Linked DNA regions of Triticum aestivum: region 2 is linked to region 1. A link is a contact called in public Hi-C data. All regions are on one chromosome and are shown on one strand. Each heading gives the region's core, a stretch centred on a gene start, on an enhancer-like site or on the middle of the called end of the contact. The rest is flanking DNA. Distances are from core to core; before and after follow the strand shown.

Evidence for each region. Hi-C and Micro-C count contacts between places; a contact is called where the count stands out from the background.
Region 2: a Hi-C map of leaf shows a contact between it and region 1, with 6 times the contacts expected there. The contact joins the promoter of LOC123161032 here to the promoter of LOC123155979 in region 1. A contact is called at or near these places in 2 of 5 Hi-C or Micro-C datasets (both in leaf).

Annotation. Positions count from the first base shown.
Region 1 is chr7B:456,309,064-456,312,811 of IWGSC CS RefSeq v2.1, reverse strand. It overlaps LOC123155979 (translation initiation factor eIF-2B subunit gamma), which reads left to right and starts at 2,463. Exons shown (of 12, transcript XM_044574155.1): 1 at 2,463-2,722; 2 at 2,797-2,892; 3 at 2,986-3,063. The coding sequence starts at 2,657.
Region 2 is chr7B:456,746,328-456,750,183 of IWGSC CS RefSeq v2.1, reverse strand. It overlaps LOC123161032 (phosphatidylinositol 4-kinase gamma 4), which reads left to right and starts at 2,438. Exons shown (of 5, transcript XM_044578888.1): 1 at 2,438-2,676; 2 at 2,825-2,951; 3 at 3,063-3,139; 4 at 3,223-3,856. The coding sequence starts at 3,459.

The sequences.
Region 1 (3,748 bases), core at 1,214-3,713:
ATGGCCGAGGTGGAATATGGTGGAGGCGGGCACCGCACACGGCTAAGGAACGATCCGTAGATCAACTTGTGTGTCTAGGGTGCCCTCCTGCCCCCGTATATAAATGAGCAAGGGGGGGTGCAGCCGGCCCTAGGAGGAGGCGCTCCGGAGGAGTCCTACTCCCACCGGGAGTAGGACTCCCCCCCTTTCCTAGTTGGACTAGGACTTGGGGGGAAGGAGGAGAGGGGGGATAGGAAAGGGGGGCGCCGCCCCCCTCCTTGTCCTATTCGGACTTGGGGGGGGGGGAGGGGTGCGCGGTTGCCCCTTGGCCCCTTCTCCTCTTCCTCCACTAGGCCCACTAAGGCCCATTAGGTCACTAGGGGGTCCGGTAACCTCCCGGTACTCCGGTAAATGCCGATTTCACCCGGAACACTTCCGATGTCCAAACATAGGCTTCCAATATATCAATCTTTATGTCTCGACCGTTTCGAGACTCCTCGTCATGTCCGTGATCACATCCGGGACTCCGAACAAACTTCGGTACATCAAAACTTATAAACTCATAATAAAACTATCATCGTAACGTTAAGCGTGCGGACCCTACGGGTTCGAGAACTATGTAGACATGACCTAGAACTATTCTCGGTCAATAACCAATAGTGAAACCTGGATGCTCATATTGGCTCCTACATATTCTACGAAGATCTTTATCGGTCAAACCGCATAACAACATACGTTGTTCCCTTTGTCATCGGTATGTTACTTGCCCGAGATTCGATCGTCGGTATCCAATACCTAGTTCAATCTCGTTACCGGCAAGTCTCTTTACTCGTTCCGTAATACATCGTCCCGCAACTAACTCATTAGCTACATTGCTTGCAAGGCTTATAGTGATGTGCATTACCGAGAGGGCCCAGAGATACCTCTTCGACAATCGAAGTGACAAAACCTAATCTCGAAATACGCCAACCCAACATGTACCTTCGGAGACACCTGTAGTACTCCTTTATAATCACCCAGTTACGTTGTGACGTTTGGTAGCACCCAAAGTGTTCCTCCGGTAAACGGGAGTTGCATAATCTCATAATTACAGGAACATGTATAAGTCATGAAGAAAGCAATAGCAATATACTAAACGATCAAGTGCTAGGCTAACGGAATGGGTCATGTCAATCACATCATTCTACTAATGATGTGATCCCATTAATCAAATGACAACACATGTCTATGGTTAGGAAACATAACCATCTTTGATTAATGAGCTAGTCAAGTAGAGGCATACTAGTGACGTTATGTTGGTCTATGTATTCACACATGTATAATGTTTCCGGTTAATACAATTCTAGCATGAATAATAAACATTTATCATGATATGAGGAAATAAATAATAACTTTATTATTGCCTCTAGGGCATATTTCCTTCAAACCATTCCCGCGGGTGGTGCCATGGATGCAGTATTCGAGAGTCGTCGTGGTAGCATCCAGTGAACACGGTTCCAGCACGTGGATGAAGCATCCGAGAGTTCACCTGTGGTAGCATCTGGGAGTCGCCGTGGTAACATCTAGTGACCACGGTTCCAGCAATCCAACTCGTCGCTTCCAGCAAAAATAACCTCGCCGCTCGAGCACCTCTGTGCGGCACCGACCCCGTGGGCGGGTCGTAACATCACTGTGAATAGTTATAGCATTTCTTGTCACCGGTTGTAGCTGTCGACACCGTGGTTGTAGCAAATCGCCAGCATGGCCGTCGCTGCCGCGCGCTGATTGTGACATGGCCACATGCCGGTTGTAGCACCTCGGCGCGCCGGTTCCAGCTTTGCGTGCATGCGGGTGCAGCACCCCCGCACCTCATGTCGCCGCTGGTCGTCCTGCACCTCAGTCGATCACCGCTCGTCGCAACAGCACATAGCCAGCTCGTAGCACAGGCGGTCATCGCTCCACGTCGTACCTGCACACAAGAAAAGCGGTGAGAAACAGGAGAGGGCGCTCCCGCTGGCAAAATTACCTCGACGGCCTTGCGCGAGCGGCAGACAGCACATGAGGCAGGATTAAGAGGAGATGGGAAGTGGTGGGGATTCATGGAGATCTTGCCGTGGTGTGTGGTGAAGAGCACGAGAGCGATTTCTGTTTCAGTGGAGAAGAAATCGATGGAGAAAGAAAGGGGATTCTGCCCCTGCATGTGGGCCATAAAGGCATGTGCGCTAGCGACAGAGGCGACCGGCGCGTCGCTTCAGCCGGCGCTCCGGAGGGAAACGTTTCCCAATAACCGCGCTTGGTATGGTTGTATTTTAATACAAGTGTATTTAACTTCCCGGTGTAACTCCCACTCAAAAAAAAAAACTTCCGGGGTGTAACTTACAAAGAGCTATTTCCAGCCTGAAACCAAAACGACCGGCGAAGGTCCGTATATTTTACAACTGTATCTAGAAGGAAAACGACAATCCAAACGGGGACTAAGATACCTCGACGAAAAATCCAGAAATTCAGTTTAGGTCAGAAAACGTAAAATACACTGGGCAGATGAAATTGTGCATCCACTGTTGAGAAAGCGAACCCGGAAGCTTCCCATCCTTCCCAGTCCCACTACACTGCCGCCGGAAGGAGACGAACCACAAAACCCTGACCTGACCCTCCCCGTCGACCTCATCCGCCGCCGCCGCCGCCGGAGGAGGAGGAGATGGACTTCCAGGTCGTCGTCCTCGCCGGAGGCACCTCCGAGAAGCTCTCGCCCCTCGTCTCCAAGGTCTACTACCGAGCACGACACCCCGCCCCTAACTCCCAACAACCCTAATTAATCCCCCCGTCTGCTTCTCGCAGGACGTTCCCAAGGCCCTCCTCCCCGTCGCCAACCGCCCCGCGATCTCCTACGTGCTCGATCTCCTCGAGTCCAGCGACCTCAAGGACATCATCGTGGTTAGCAAGCGACCGAGCTCTTCTATTTCTGCTCTGCCTCCGCTCCGTAGCTGGGCGCTACCATTGGCTAATGCGCCTGTGCGTTTGCTGCAGGTGGTGGAGGGGCAAGAGGCGGCCCGCCTCGTCGGCGCGTGGATCTCTAGTGCTTACCTGGACCGCCTCGTCGTGGAGGTAAGTTGAGGCCGATTCCGCGTTTGCCCGCTTGAAATACAGGACTCTGGGTGCTGCTATTGCTGTTAGGATCACCTAATTCCTATCCATTAGAAGCTTCTTGCTGCATTAGCTTGGCATGTTGTTTCAACTTGGTAGTGAATAGGCTAATGGTTGCCTCAATTATGCTTAACAAGAATTTTGACATGTAACTGAAAGCATCTCTAAAGATTGCCAACTTTTGTGGGTCAACTCTTTTTGGTGTGTTGTTAGTGGAGTTTTACTTCAGTGGGCTGTTTTGGCAGTGCTGTGGATCTTCTACGGTAGTGTGCTGGTTTCGATGGGTAACTAGAGATCAAATGCTATGGAGTTCTGGGATTTAGCGGTAGCACCATGTAACCAGATTGAGAAGTTACAAGGGCTAAGTCTCTGGTGAAGATGTTGGTTGATCAGGTCTGTGAATTGTGATATCAGTCAGAAGGGCTGCATAGCTGTTGTACTATGTTCATTTGACTATTAGGCTACATATTGGATATTCGGTTTAACGATTTTAACAATCTTATCTAATATGGGCCACTATTTTCTAACCTTTTTTACGTGATATTCTGCATTTTACTGACTTGGAAACATCTTTCTATAGAATGAAATTACTTGGATATGTATGATCCGCTAAATCAGCATAGTATTTGTACGAACTATAATCAGC
Region 2 (3,856 bases), core at 1,189-3,688, 440 kb before region 1:
AAGGTACATATGATAGTGTGTGTGCGTGCATTTATACGGTTGATTGTGCGTGTCCGCGTGTGTGTGCGTGATTATGAACATCTACATCTATATTTTTGTTTCTAAAAATATCCATTCCAGCAAGTTTGAAGCCCGGATACGGATCCTTGAAATATCCTAATTAACCAAATCTTCTAGCTGATATACCAAGACTAATACTAGAAGGAACCTTTATTTATTCATCTTCATTCTTTTTCGGGGACTATAACCACTCCTTTAGCTACTAAATTTAATAAGCGTTTTTGCAAGAAAATACTTGCAAAATAGAAATGTTCTCTCTGTTCAAAAATAGAATATGTTTTGAATATTTTATAATATGAACTACATATAAACTGACATGGTTGAACAAACACAATAAAACGTGTCTATAAACATTCAGTTTTGTAAAAAGCCAAAACTTCTTACCTCCTTCTAAGTTAGTTACCGCCGTCCTAAAGTAGTACTACTTCAGGATGGATGGAGTAGTATTTCTGAACAGAGGGATATGTATCGTCCCCGAACTCCTAAAGCGTGCACCCTAAGAGCATCTACAATCAGACCCTTCAAATCCGTCTCAAACGTCCAGACAGGTCGCCCTGTCGCTACCCAGTCACGAAACTCAAACTGCCCTCAAACAGCCGGCTGTCGGCACCCCACATGTCCAGCCCAAATATGGCACGGATATGTGGGTGTCCGGGCACGTCCGCCACGTCGGCCTGGCGGCGTGGCCCCACACGGAAACACCCGGAACCCGGCAGTTCAACGGACGCCGTGTCCGTCGCCGTGGTGTGAACGCCGCGTGGTGTCGCCCAAGACGAAATCCGACTATTTAAGCCGACGGGCGTCCCACAACCCTAACCCACCCACCCCCCTCTCCGCGCCGCCGATCCGAGCCCGGAGCAGCCGGAGGCGCCAGAGCTGCAACTGCCGCCCATGCTGCCGGAGCCGGGCACGGAGATCATGGTGATCTTCGACGAGAAGTAGTTATGATCGATGTAGGACGTAGGTTCTTTTTTTTTTGCGTGTCTTTGTATGGATATAAGAATCAAATATGAGATATCCGGATGCAACAAATGAAATTTAAGAAATGCCCGGTCATTGCCCACGGATGTGTCGGCGCGTTCGCAGGCATTTGAGGTGCTGGATTTGACATATGTGGTTGTAGATGCTCTAATTGCCTTGTTTTCGTATCGGTTCTCATACGGCCGGAGCTGGACCTTCAATTCATTGCGGCGAAGGCTTTAAAGAAAAAGAAAATAAAATTAAAAATTGCGGCCAAGGCTCGTACCAGGGGAGATGTCTCCACGTATACGAGGAGAGAGAAAAGGGAGACAGAAACATCGGATGCTTCCGGCCGTGGTCTCGTCCTCCCACTCCACCGTCCGCACGCGGGCAGCGTCGTGCCATCATCTCACGGCGCCGGAGACGGGTGTCCTGTACGCGTCACGGCCGACGCATTCGACCTAATCCCTTTGGCCTGATCTTTCCAACGCATCCCCTTCGTTTCGTAGCACGTATAGCGAGCGTATGCACGGCTGGCTGAGGCCGATCCTTGTCGTTTGACTGGTGCATCCGCATGCCAGCACCACTCGCCGACCTGTTCCAAGAAAATGACGCGTACGTTTTCCCTTTTCAAGGGTTGTTTTTTCCTGTTTCCATTATAAGTGTAGAAGAAAGAAGCAACGTTAAATTGGTTTTTTTATCATGTTCAAAAAAAAAAATTGGTTTTGTACCAACGGGACATTTTGGAACATGTAGACCCAAAATACGCTGAATTGGGCTAAAGACAATTTTTGGGAGAAGACTTTTACATGGCTCAGATTTTTTCTTCTTATGGATGTTGTGTTTTGCACGACCGTACGAGCCCATTCTTTCTTTGACCAAAGGGCTCGATACGAAATGAAGTTAATGCCACGCACGCAGGTTATGCATGGTTTGGTGCCCACGCTTGCCGAGTTTCAGTGTAAAAAGCATAAGGATTAGTTTGTACTATATAAATCGTTCATGGGGATCCTCTTTCGTATTCTCTACTATACTAGCTATTTATTTCAAGTATTTTGACTAGATTTATTTGTGAATATTGTTAAAAAAAGATTTATTTGTGAATAGATGGAGTAATAGATCCGTGTCGAAGATGGCATAAAAAAAAATCTTCGCTGCAGAATTTACGTGGGAGCCTAACGTTCCAAACCAAGAGCCTTACCACTGAAGGCAGACTCAAACGAATAACAACCGAGCATTAGCGAAGAGCGGGTTAATTACCGTCTCAAACCCCAGCTGTAATCTCCGTTTTTGACAGCGAGGTTACTTGCCGCGCGAGCTTTCACCGTCGCGGGGGCAAAACCGTCAATCTAATAAGCGAGCGCACGACCTTTTCTACGAAGGTGCGCGGGCCAGACACGTCACGCCGTGAGTGACGGCCGGCCCCACGCCCGGAATAAATCAGCAGCCCCACACCGTCCGCTCCCTCTCCCCAATTCTCCATTGCCCACCTCCCCCTCGCCCATCCGTCCCTCTTCCTTCCTCGCCAAACCAAACCAAACCAGACCAAAAACTTCCCCTCCCCAACTCTCTCTCCGCCCCTGCGTGAACCGCGGAGCAAGGAAGGAGGAGCCCGTCGGGCTACTAATCTCGGGGGTTCCCCCTCTGATCCGGGCGGTGAGTTCCAATCCAATCCGATCCCGACTCCGCGCGCGCCCCGACTCGGTGGTCGCCCGGATTCCCCCTCCTGGTATTCTTAAAGGTCGGTTCCCTGCTTGTTTCGATCGGTGCGGGGTAAGCTAACCATGGCGATATGATGTAGCAGGTTTCGGCCGTTAGCTGCTGGGGGAGGAGCCGCGCCGGTTCGTGGCGCCGGCGTCGGTGGCCGGGGGTCGTCGGTCCTTCCTTGGTTCTCTCGTCATCGGAAAAATAAATCGGTCGATCTGCCTCTGGTGAGCGATTTCTCAGGTATGATGATGCGAGCTCATACCACTATTCTGTGCCTGCGCTGCGCGGCTGGGTGATTTTGTGACTCATCGCTCCAGTTGGTCTCTGTTCTGCAGATTGCCTCGCGCGGTTGGGCTTCTCCGGTGGGGCAAAGGCAGGATTTTGAGCCACTTTGCCCCTAAAATTAAATCTGGTATGTGCGGTGTTATGTGCTTTGAACGATTTTTGCTGAAGCTCTGCCGGCCACTGACGGAGGAGATCTAACTTTTTGTGCAGATTTAATGGGCGACCAATCCAAAATGTGCCTGTAGCATCATCGGTTGTGCCGTTTCTGGTGTCGGGCTTTCGCAGAGGGTTTCCTCCATCCATCATAGAAGGAAGGAACGGAACCCTTGGCTTGACTTCTCCATGGCTTCTACTAATTCCTAGTGTAGAGCTTCTAACTCCGGTCCATTGTAAATATTGGCTGTAGTTGAGGAAGCTTTCGGCCTCCTGTAACCCCACTCGCCAAGATGTCGTCAGCTGGTGTCATTGCGCTTGCTCCGATGACCGACGACCTCGCCTTCTTGCCCATCAGGTTTGATGGTAGTCGTTCAGCACACTGTTTCTCCGGGTCACAGCTGCAGGATTCCATTCTCATCTTCCTCGCTGTGCCTGGTGCGCCTCCAATGCCGATGAGTGTGCTGGGCACTGATTCCATCGCCTCGGTCAAGCTGCGCATCCAGAGGTTCAAGGGCTTTGTGGTGACAAAGCAGCGGCTTGTGCTCGACGGGCATGAGCTGGCGCGCAACAACTGCCCTGTCAAGGATTATGGGCTTGCCGATGGGAATGTTCTGCACCTTGTTATCCGCTTGGCTGACCTCCGGGTGATCAACATTGAGACCGCCAGTGGGAAGAAATTTCAGTTTCA